Linked DNA regions of Gossypium hirsutum: regions 2 and 3 are each linked to region 1. Evidence: chromatin contacts called from public Hi-C data. All regions are on one chromosome and are shown on one strand. The core of a region is the stretch at or near the end of the contact, and the rest is flanking DNA. Distances in the headings are between cores, read along the strand shown.

Region 1 (2,790 bases), core at 245-2,744:
TTTTCACATGAGGCGTGAATCAAACAATCTATTACTGTGAAAACTTCAAACCATGAATAGTGCCAACATTAAACAACCACGTGTATCTATTGTGTTTTAACATCACGGGAGGCATGCTTTTGGCCCATTTCATAAATTATTTATTCACAAAAGAAACATGCAAAAAGAAGGATATAAAATAGAAAAAGACACGAAAGGGAGGTCTTATTCAATTTTTGAAATCTTCACAACATGAGTTACAACGCATATCTAGTAAACATATTATATCATCAGTTCGCTACAAAACTTATAGAAAAAGAACATAACAAGTCTCTTCTGCATTTTTTTTAACATGGGCTATATGCAGCCTTATGCCATGCTTCCACTGGTCGCTGTCCTGATAATCTGGAAGAGAGCTGAAACAGATGAAAAAAAAACAAGATTTAAGTCAGTGCTGCAAGGTCATGATATTTATGTGTTTTATCACACAACTAACACCATTTTAGAAAACTAAATTCATCTCTTAAAATTCGAGTTCCCAAATATCATGCTAATAAGGTCCATACCGAACAAAATTAGAATATTCACCGGTGAAACAACACACATTATGAGAACGTGCTGAACATATCGGTAGCAAAATCATGTATTGTATTTGGTACAACAAAAGTCAATGCTAAATATCCAAGGACATATAATGGTGAAAAGATAAGCAGCCAGGAATCTTACATGATCCAATGACAACGAAAACGAAGAACCCAAGCAACATAGGGCCAACAGGATAATCCTTCCCCTTTTTTGTGCTTGTTTCAGGAACAGCTCCTCTCTTTGTTATGTTCTTTTCGAACTTCAACACTTTCCTGTCTGCAATGCGCCTTGATGTTGTCTGCACAAACCAGATCAGAGGGATCCCATTTAAATTTAGATTTAAAAAAAGAAATAGTTTATACATATTTTCGATCATGGTGATGGATTTAGCATTTATACTGGAGGAAAAACACTGGTGTTCTTACTTTTCCCACTTTTTTTATAACTCGAAATTTGATAAGAAAAGAAACAAAATTCACAAATGCTCAATATTGAGAATAAAATGATGAATAGTACTAAAAGGGCTGATTCAAGGTCCGTCTACCTAATTCATTCAAAAAAATTCGAACAAGCACATGATTAAATTATTGAGGACATAAATATGCTAAATTGAGATCTACAATCTATATAAGTCTGCAACCGGTTTAATTCGAAAAAGATAAATTGAAGCGTAAGAAAACATAGCTCAGATCGTTTCATATAATATGCAAAAAAAAAAAAGAAAGAAAGAAAAGAAGAAATCAAAAGATTACCATGATGTCGGAGAGAAGAGGTAGCCGGTCGAGAAAGCGAATGAAATTTCAGGCGAAATTCTTCTCTTTCTTTTACGGCGACGATTTTTCTTTGGGTGTGTGGGGGGGGGGGGGGGTTATTCCTCGATTCGCGAAAATGTCCCGGGCTGTCGTTATAAGGGGCTATGTATGCTGCTGATTAAATTCATCCTACGTTAAATGAAGGGTCATGGACTTCGTCCTGATTGGTTTGCTCACGCAAATTGGTAAACGTGGCGCGATGTAGTTGGTTGCTTGGTACACGTATACCTTTTTGTTTAAATGGGCAGATCTATGGGCTTTAGTTTCAATAATTGTGTTAAGCCTGTTTTTCTATTTTGTCTCTTTAGCAATAGAGAAAGATGTTTCTTTTATGGATAATTAGTGAAAACTTTTCGGATATAGTTATGAGTTAATTACATCAAACGTCTCCAAATTATGACTTATTTTAAATTGATCATCGAACATTAAAATATTCTAATTACATCCTCAAACTATCAATGTTACCAGGGTGAAGCCATAATCTTTTTTGGGGGCGGGGGGCGGAATTAAATTATTTATTTTTACGATAGTAAAAATACAATTTCACCATTTTAATACCTTATATCTTTATAATTTTTAAAGTATTAACTCAATTTTTTATCATTTTTGGGGGCCAAAGTGCAATTTTACCATTACTAATTTAAAATTTTATAAATTATAAAGGGGCATAAATGAAATTTTTTCCATTTTAGGGTGTGTTGGGGCCCCTGCCAACCCCTTGGCTTCGCCATTGAAATGTTATATCAATAAGGCCATTCCTTTATTAAAATCGTTAATTTAACCATTAAAAGAGACGTCAAATTTTATGTGACATAATTTAAAATGAAAAATTTTTAAAGAAAAATTAATATTGTGGAAATGAATGTTGTAAAAATATGGTTTTGAGGTTTTCGAAGCATTTACAAAAACTAGCATTCACTCTCTCTCTCTTTCTTTTTTTTTGTTTACTTTTTTATTAGTATTTAATTAAAAAGTTATGCAATAAGTACAACTATTTAATTTTCTTTAAAATTTTCATTTTAAATTGTCGTATAATATTTTATATGTCATTTAATGGTTAAATTGACGATTTCAATAATGGAAGGACCTGATTGATATAACATTGATAGTTTGAGGATGCAATTAAAATAATTTAAAATTTAGAGACTAGTTTAAAGTAAAGATCATAGTTTGGGGATGTATAATACAATTAACTCTTATATCATTATCTATATGAATTTACTAACTCTTATTTTTACAAAGGATAAAATATTATTTTAATGGTATTCTTATATTTTTATATAAAATCTAGAAAATATGTACACATATTCCAACCTAAAATATCATAAATTCTACTCTCTCAATCTTATCATCTCAACTAAAGAAATATTTAATATTTATACTTTTTATAAATTTAAAAATAATTCTTTTTATT
Region 2 (2,941 bases), core at 156-2,655, 160 kb before region 1:
ATATCAATTTCCATCTTTATAAAACAGATAACTTAAGCAAGGATGCAAAAAAAATCATAGATTAAGTCTAAAAATTCGGAGCAAGAAAAGTGGTACAGCTTTTCTCCTCCTTTCATTCTGCAGACAATGACATGTTAATAGCATAATTCCAAAGGATCTCACTGTTCACTCTTGTAATAAGTAAGTCTACACCATCCGGATAAAAAGTTTCACTTCAGTCCCAAGTAAATAAGTGTGTGTATCAAAGCGCTCCCTAAACTTGCAACACTTGGACCAAAATCCTAGAGGAGTTTACCCTTATCTATCAACCCATCGGAAACTAGTTACCAGGTTTTTGCACCATTAACAATCGGCTCTCTATCACCAATTATTATAGGAAGCAGTAACAGTTTTCAAGGGGTAAAAGAAAAAAAAAATCTGACGATTAAACTTCGCTGATGTTACCGTACTCTAAAAAATTTCACATCTTCAATAATTCACTTCAATAATTCAATTATCCGGGCAATCCCACAAAGTAGGTCCCTGACTGAGACCCACAAGAGACCGATGAATACTTGAAAAAAAAATATTGAATTAAACCCTAATCTACCATAAATCAAAAGTTATAGCCTTAAGAAGGGAAAAAGAAAGGTACCCAGCAACCTCTTCTTAGTTCTTACCCCTACAGAAAATATAAGAAGCAATCAACAAAAAAGTCAAATACAAGAAATGCATCAAAAGAGAATCATTTCAAGAAATGAAATTATACTCATAAGTCGTAAATTTATTTTACATACAGAAGTTATTAGTTCCGCACTGAAACAGAAACAGAAATAAGTAAACTAATTTCTTTTATAGAAATCATGACAGAAAATAAATTTTAGAAAGTATCTGCTCCCTTACCGGCTATCACCCATCACATCTTTATTCATTTTATAGTAAATAAATTTCAGCCAGAAATATAAAGTGGAAAACAAAAAGGAAAACTGTATATATAAAGAAAACGTAGTCGTTTTCCTTCACTTTCCCCAGAAAACAAGATACCAAAAGGAAAGTAACAATAACGAATTTATTGTTTTTTGAAAATGCATATATAATTTTCTTTTCATATTACCTTTTCTAAAGTTCAAATAATTGATATAATAATAGAAGGTATGAAGAAACTAATGTATCAATCTGAGGCGCAAAAACAAGATGTTTCTCCATTTTTAGAAATTCTAGTTCCTCATTATCACTCTCTTTATTAATCTTTTAAAAAAGAAAGAGAAGAAACTTACTGGTGAGTACTTACGATCGCCCTCATCTGAGTCTGACTCGGAGACTGAAAATAGAGGAAAAAACAATGGCAGAAACAACTAAAGCGGAAAAAAATACCTTCGCCTTTTGGGACGAAAGCATTTTCTTTCCTTTCCGTGTAGTAATTAAGTAATTAAAAATAAGGACACGTGGCGGTAAGAAGTACTTAATAGTGTTGGTAGCGAGCCAGAAAAGAATTTTCAACCGATTCACTTGACTCGGCTATGACGAGTCAACTCGACGATGACAGCTTCAACGACAGCGTGATTGGAAACGACGGCAAGATAAAGATTGATTGTGAAATTAATTAATTAAGTATTAAAATCAATCAATTTTTAAAATATATAAAAATATTAATATTACCCACTTTTTTTTTAACTCAATTTTAATTATTTAAAAAATAATTCCCTTCTGCAATCATTATCACCAGCTTAATTCTCATACTTAGAAGGCTTTCACAGCTTGGTTTCTTCTAGAAACTCTAACTTCTTATAGGATTAAAATGACTATTTTAGTTCATTGATCTCATGACATATTGATTTTTCATCTCCTTCTTAATCCTTTCAACTCAGCAGCATGAAAACTTTGCCGAATTCTATGAATCATTTCAATTCATCTCGTGCCGAATTTCTACGAGGCTTTAAACAAACAGATCTGAAACGAAACAGAAATTAAAAGATTAGAACTTTGAATTTCCAGATCTGAAATAAAAATCCCTAAACCAGCAAAGAATCAAATTAAGAATAGGAATAAGTGTTAATAAAAGTTCTTGGGGAATTAAGAACATGTAATTGAACCCCAAAGAATACTCCAATCTGCCGAATCTGAAAAGAAAGACACAAACAGCAAGTTAAATTTCCCCAAAATTCTAGCAATCAAAACAACCCAAATTTGAAAAGAAGAAATCGGCAAGAACAAGGAATTTAGGGATTTTGAACGAATTTTGCTGCCAAGAACAAAAGGGGCGATCCGATCTTTAGTAAAGAAGAGGGCGAATCAGATTTGGAATGCTTTGGAACGCCTAAAACGCAACAAGAACAGCAAACAAAGTGATTAAATAAAATCGACACAAGCAGAATTTAAAAGAAAAAAATTGACAGCAAGAAATTAAAAGATAAGTCCTAAGAAGCCTTGAAATCCCGAAAGATATCACAACTCCCTTCAAACGGCTCTAATCTCCCCTCCAAAGGAATATCAATGGCAAGAAGAAGGCTGAAGATGGCTCCCACAATCAAAAGATTGTTAAAACAACTTCTAAATAAAACTCAAGAGAGAATTCTTGGAGAAAAACTCAAGGAGAATTCTGCACTTAAACAAATCTGAAATTTTTAATATATTTGAGAAGTGAATAACGAGGTGACCAGCCAAACCTTTATATAGGCCTCTCAAGTGTTTTCCTAATCTAATTAGAAAACTAAAAATAAAAAAATCTTAATTATTTTAATATTTAAATGGAAATTCGGCCAAGGGCTTTTAATTGGGCCTCTTGAATTGAATATCTACATAAAAATTTAAACTAAGTATTTAAAAAAATAAAACTTTACAAATTGGGCCACTTTGACAATTTGGCCTGATTTTCAAGTAAGTATGGTTTGTCTTCTTGTTTGGGCTTGGAATCATCTTATTGGGCCTTGCCTTCAAGAACTTGGGCTTGTATTCCATCTTC
Region 3 (2,885 bases), core at 357-2,856, 210 kb before region 1:
CATAAGTCCAATATAGGCTTGGAGATAATTTGATAAAACTTCTATTCAATCATAAGCCAACATGGAAAAATTCTGTAAATCAAAGATCAGTTATTGATACTACAAAGGAACCACAATGTAATCATACAAAGAAGTTCTTCTGCCGTAAGGTTTGTAGATTCTATCTTCAAATACCACCGCTATGTTCACCACATCGAATAGATTAGAAGTCAAATATTGAATCTTTTTAATTCCACTTTGACCAGAAAGTGGAAAAAAATATTTACGAGATGAATTGCTTACCGCAAAATAAGTTACCCTTCCAATCAGCACAAGAATGAATATCAATTCCCTAAGAAATATCCAAGTTGTAAACCTTATACTGATACACCGTTAATCCTAGGTTTCTACATATATTTTAACATACATGAAATCAGAAACTAGGTTAACAGAAACAAGACAAAGTTTCATATGACAAATGCAGAGGAACTAACCTTCTTGATGGAACTGTGCCTCAGGAGAATAGGCATTGGGCAAATAGGTTGTCTTGGACTCAACAACAGATGGCATGAATCCCGACTGATGGGATGAACCATCCCTCAAGGAACCAACAGTTACCAAATCCTGTGCAAATAAATGAACAAATAACAACATCCTAAGTAATGATCAATTACAGAGCGCAGCGGTTTAAAACAATGGCTATATCAATCTAATCAAGGCAACCAACAAAATGAAGCAATGCAAGCAACAATATACCTTATTAGTCAAAGCGTTCGGGTTAGCAAGGATGTTGCTATCCAGAACCATAACGTTGAAAACCTCTGCCGAGTCTAGAATTCGAAAACCATTGTCAAAATCTTCGATTAAGCAACAAATATTGAACAATAATGTGCAGCATGTAAGTAAACAAGTACGTCAAACATTGAAAACATAAACACATAAGAATAGATCATAACTGTCGAACAAACATGGTTAGGCGATGATACTATTTGTTGCCAAACATTAATTATGTCCACGATCATCTCCAATAATATCCTTTAAACAAATAAAAGAAACCAGCAGAACAATCTCGCAGTAGATTCCACATTTCTCATTCGATGCTTCCATAAAATCAAACAAGAACACATCAAAAAAAACCAAAGAGCTATATTGAAAATTTACAGCCTAAAAAAGAAGACATAAATCATATATCATATTTCAATTTTTGTTTGTTGGTTTACGGAGATTATGATTCAACGGCGACGTACCAGTAGAGGTCAATCGATCAGAAGTTTGGTGAGCCATTAGCATAAATTATAGACGAACAAAATGTAAGTTTTAATAATAATAATAATAATAATAATAACGAATTGAAAGATAAGTTTTGGTTTGATGAAATATTTTGGGTTGGAGATCGAGATTCGAGAGAGCAGGGGCTCTGGAAAGGAAGCTTATTTGGGGGGGGTGTTAATTTGGTGAAGAGTTGTTGTGTTAAGAAGCAGAGAGAAGCGGGGGCATTGGGAGTGATGAAGGAGAGGGGAAGGGAAGGGGAAGGGAAGGAAATATCTGCGGGTACCGAAGAGTTGGCAAAACACCACTCGTCCACCTGCTCCCCCCTACCATAGCAGTTTTTCGCTTATGTCACTTTACGTTACTCCAATTTTTTCCCTTCATATTCCTTTTTTCTATTTACTCAAATAATATAATTGTAATACCCAATTTTACCAAGGGCTCATTAAAACAATAAAAACCAAAAAAATAATAATAAAGTTCAATAGTCCAATATAAATTACAAACTCAGAATACAGTGCCCGAATTACAAACTGGCCTATATGGCCCAAACTCAAAATAAATAGAGGCCCAAAATTAACCCCAGGCCCAAAGCAATTTCAGAAACCTTAGAGTTCTAGGGTAAACTTCGCCCGCCGCAACCATGCCCCCGAATCTCCACGCGATCTTCATACCTGCACATCAAGAAGGGAAATAGCAGTATATGGAAAGAAAAAAGATTGCGAATCAAAGAAAATGGATTAGATTTATTTATGATATTGTAATTTTGGCTAAAAAAAAGCCATTGTAACACTGCACCAGGGGGATTTTTCAGAAATAAAATAAAAAAAGCTATTACTTTCGCAACAAAAAGAGCAAAGAATCGATCAAAGGTTGTTACTTACAGTTTTTATTTATTTTCTACTGTTATATTTATTTTTTTATCATTTATATACATACGAATAAAATAAATAAGAGAAAAGGGAGAAATAACCTGTGTTTTGAGCCCAAATCGCCGTGAACGGCCGAGGAAGTCGTCTCCGAGGAAAGACGATCGGAAACTGAAAGGTTTTTTGGGCTTTTGAGGGTTTTACGCTTACCTTTTGGAGATTTTTAACCCAGATTTGGGCTTAGAGGAGCCTAAGGAATCGAATAGGGGATTTTCCCCTTTTTCGGCCACCGTAGACGGCGGTGCCGGCGCCGAAGATAGGCGGCCGACGCGATGGCCGGTGACCGACCGATGACCGGGCCTTAGGCCGGTGCCCGAAGGAAAGGGGAAAGGTTGAGAGCTTTTTTAGTTTTTTTTAAAAACAGAAAGGGAAAAATGAAATTTTTAGGTTTTTTTTACTTAAATAGTCTCGTGAAACGATGCCGTTTCACCAGGCCTCCCCAAATGCCAAAACGACGTCGTTTTGGGGGGTCGACCCGACCCGGCCTAGGATCCGTGTGTTTTTGAGCGGAGGGGTAAATTGCGCTTTTAGCCCCTACGCCTTTTTGATATTTTACAATTAAGTTTTTTTTATTTTTTTAATTCGTCCTTTAATTTATTTTCAATTTCAATTTGGCCCTACTGGAACGACATCGTTTTAGAGGAGAAGGGAAAACTTGCCTTCCAGCCCCTCTATGTAATTCGCGTGTTCGATTTAGTCCTTTTGGCT

What was found. A called contact is a pair of places that touch in the nucleus more often than the background predicts.
Region 2: a Hi-C map of leaf shows a contact between it and region 1, with 2.4 times the contacts expected there. The contact joins the promoter of LOC107922243 here to the promoter of LOC107921251 in region 1. A contact is called at or near these places in 14 of 34 Hi-C or Micro-C datasets (anther, callus, hypocotyl and 2 more).
Region 3: a contact with region 1 is called in a Hi-C map of leaf, with 2.3 times the contacts expected there. The contact joins the promoter of LOC107922137 here to the promoter of LOC107921251 in region 1. A contact is called at or near these places in 9 of 34 Hi-C or Micro-C datasets (hypocotyl, leaf and petal).

Annotation. Positions count from the first base shown.
Region 1 is chrD01:49,310,959-49,313,748 of Gossypium_hirsutum_v2.1, reverse strand. It overlaps LOC107921251 (stress-associated endoplasmic reticulum protein 2), which reads right to left and starts at 1,494. Exons shown (of 3, transcript XM_016851128.2): 1 at 1,317-1,494; 2 at 706-862; 3 at 180-395. The coding sequence starts at 1,319. The coding sequence ends at 349.
Region 2 is chrD01:49,466,859-49,469,799 of Gossypium_hirsutum_v2.1, reverse strand. LOC107922243 (squamosa promoter-binding-like protein 2) reads right to left here and starts at 1,405. Exons shown (of 6, transcript XM_041087328.1): 1 at 1,257-1,405.
Region 3 is chrD01:49,521,637-49,524,521 of Gossypium_hirsutum_v2.1, reverse strand. LOC107922137 (YTH domain-containing protein ECT1) reads right to left here and starts at 1,606. Exons shown (of 8, transcript XM_016851997.2): 1 at 1,227-1,606; 2 at 736-809; 3 at 474-603. The coding sequence starts at 1,269.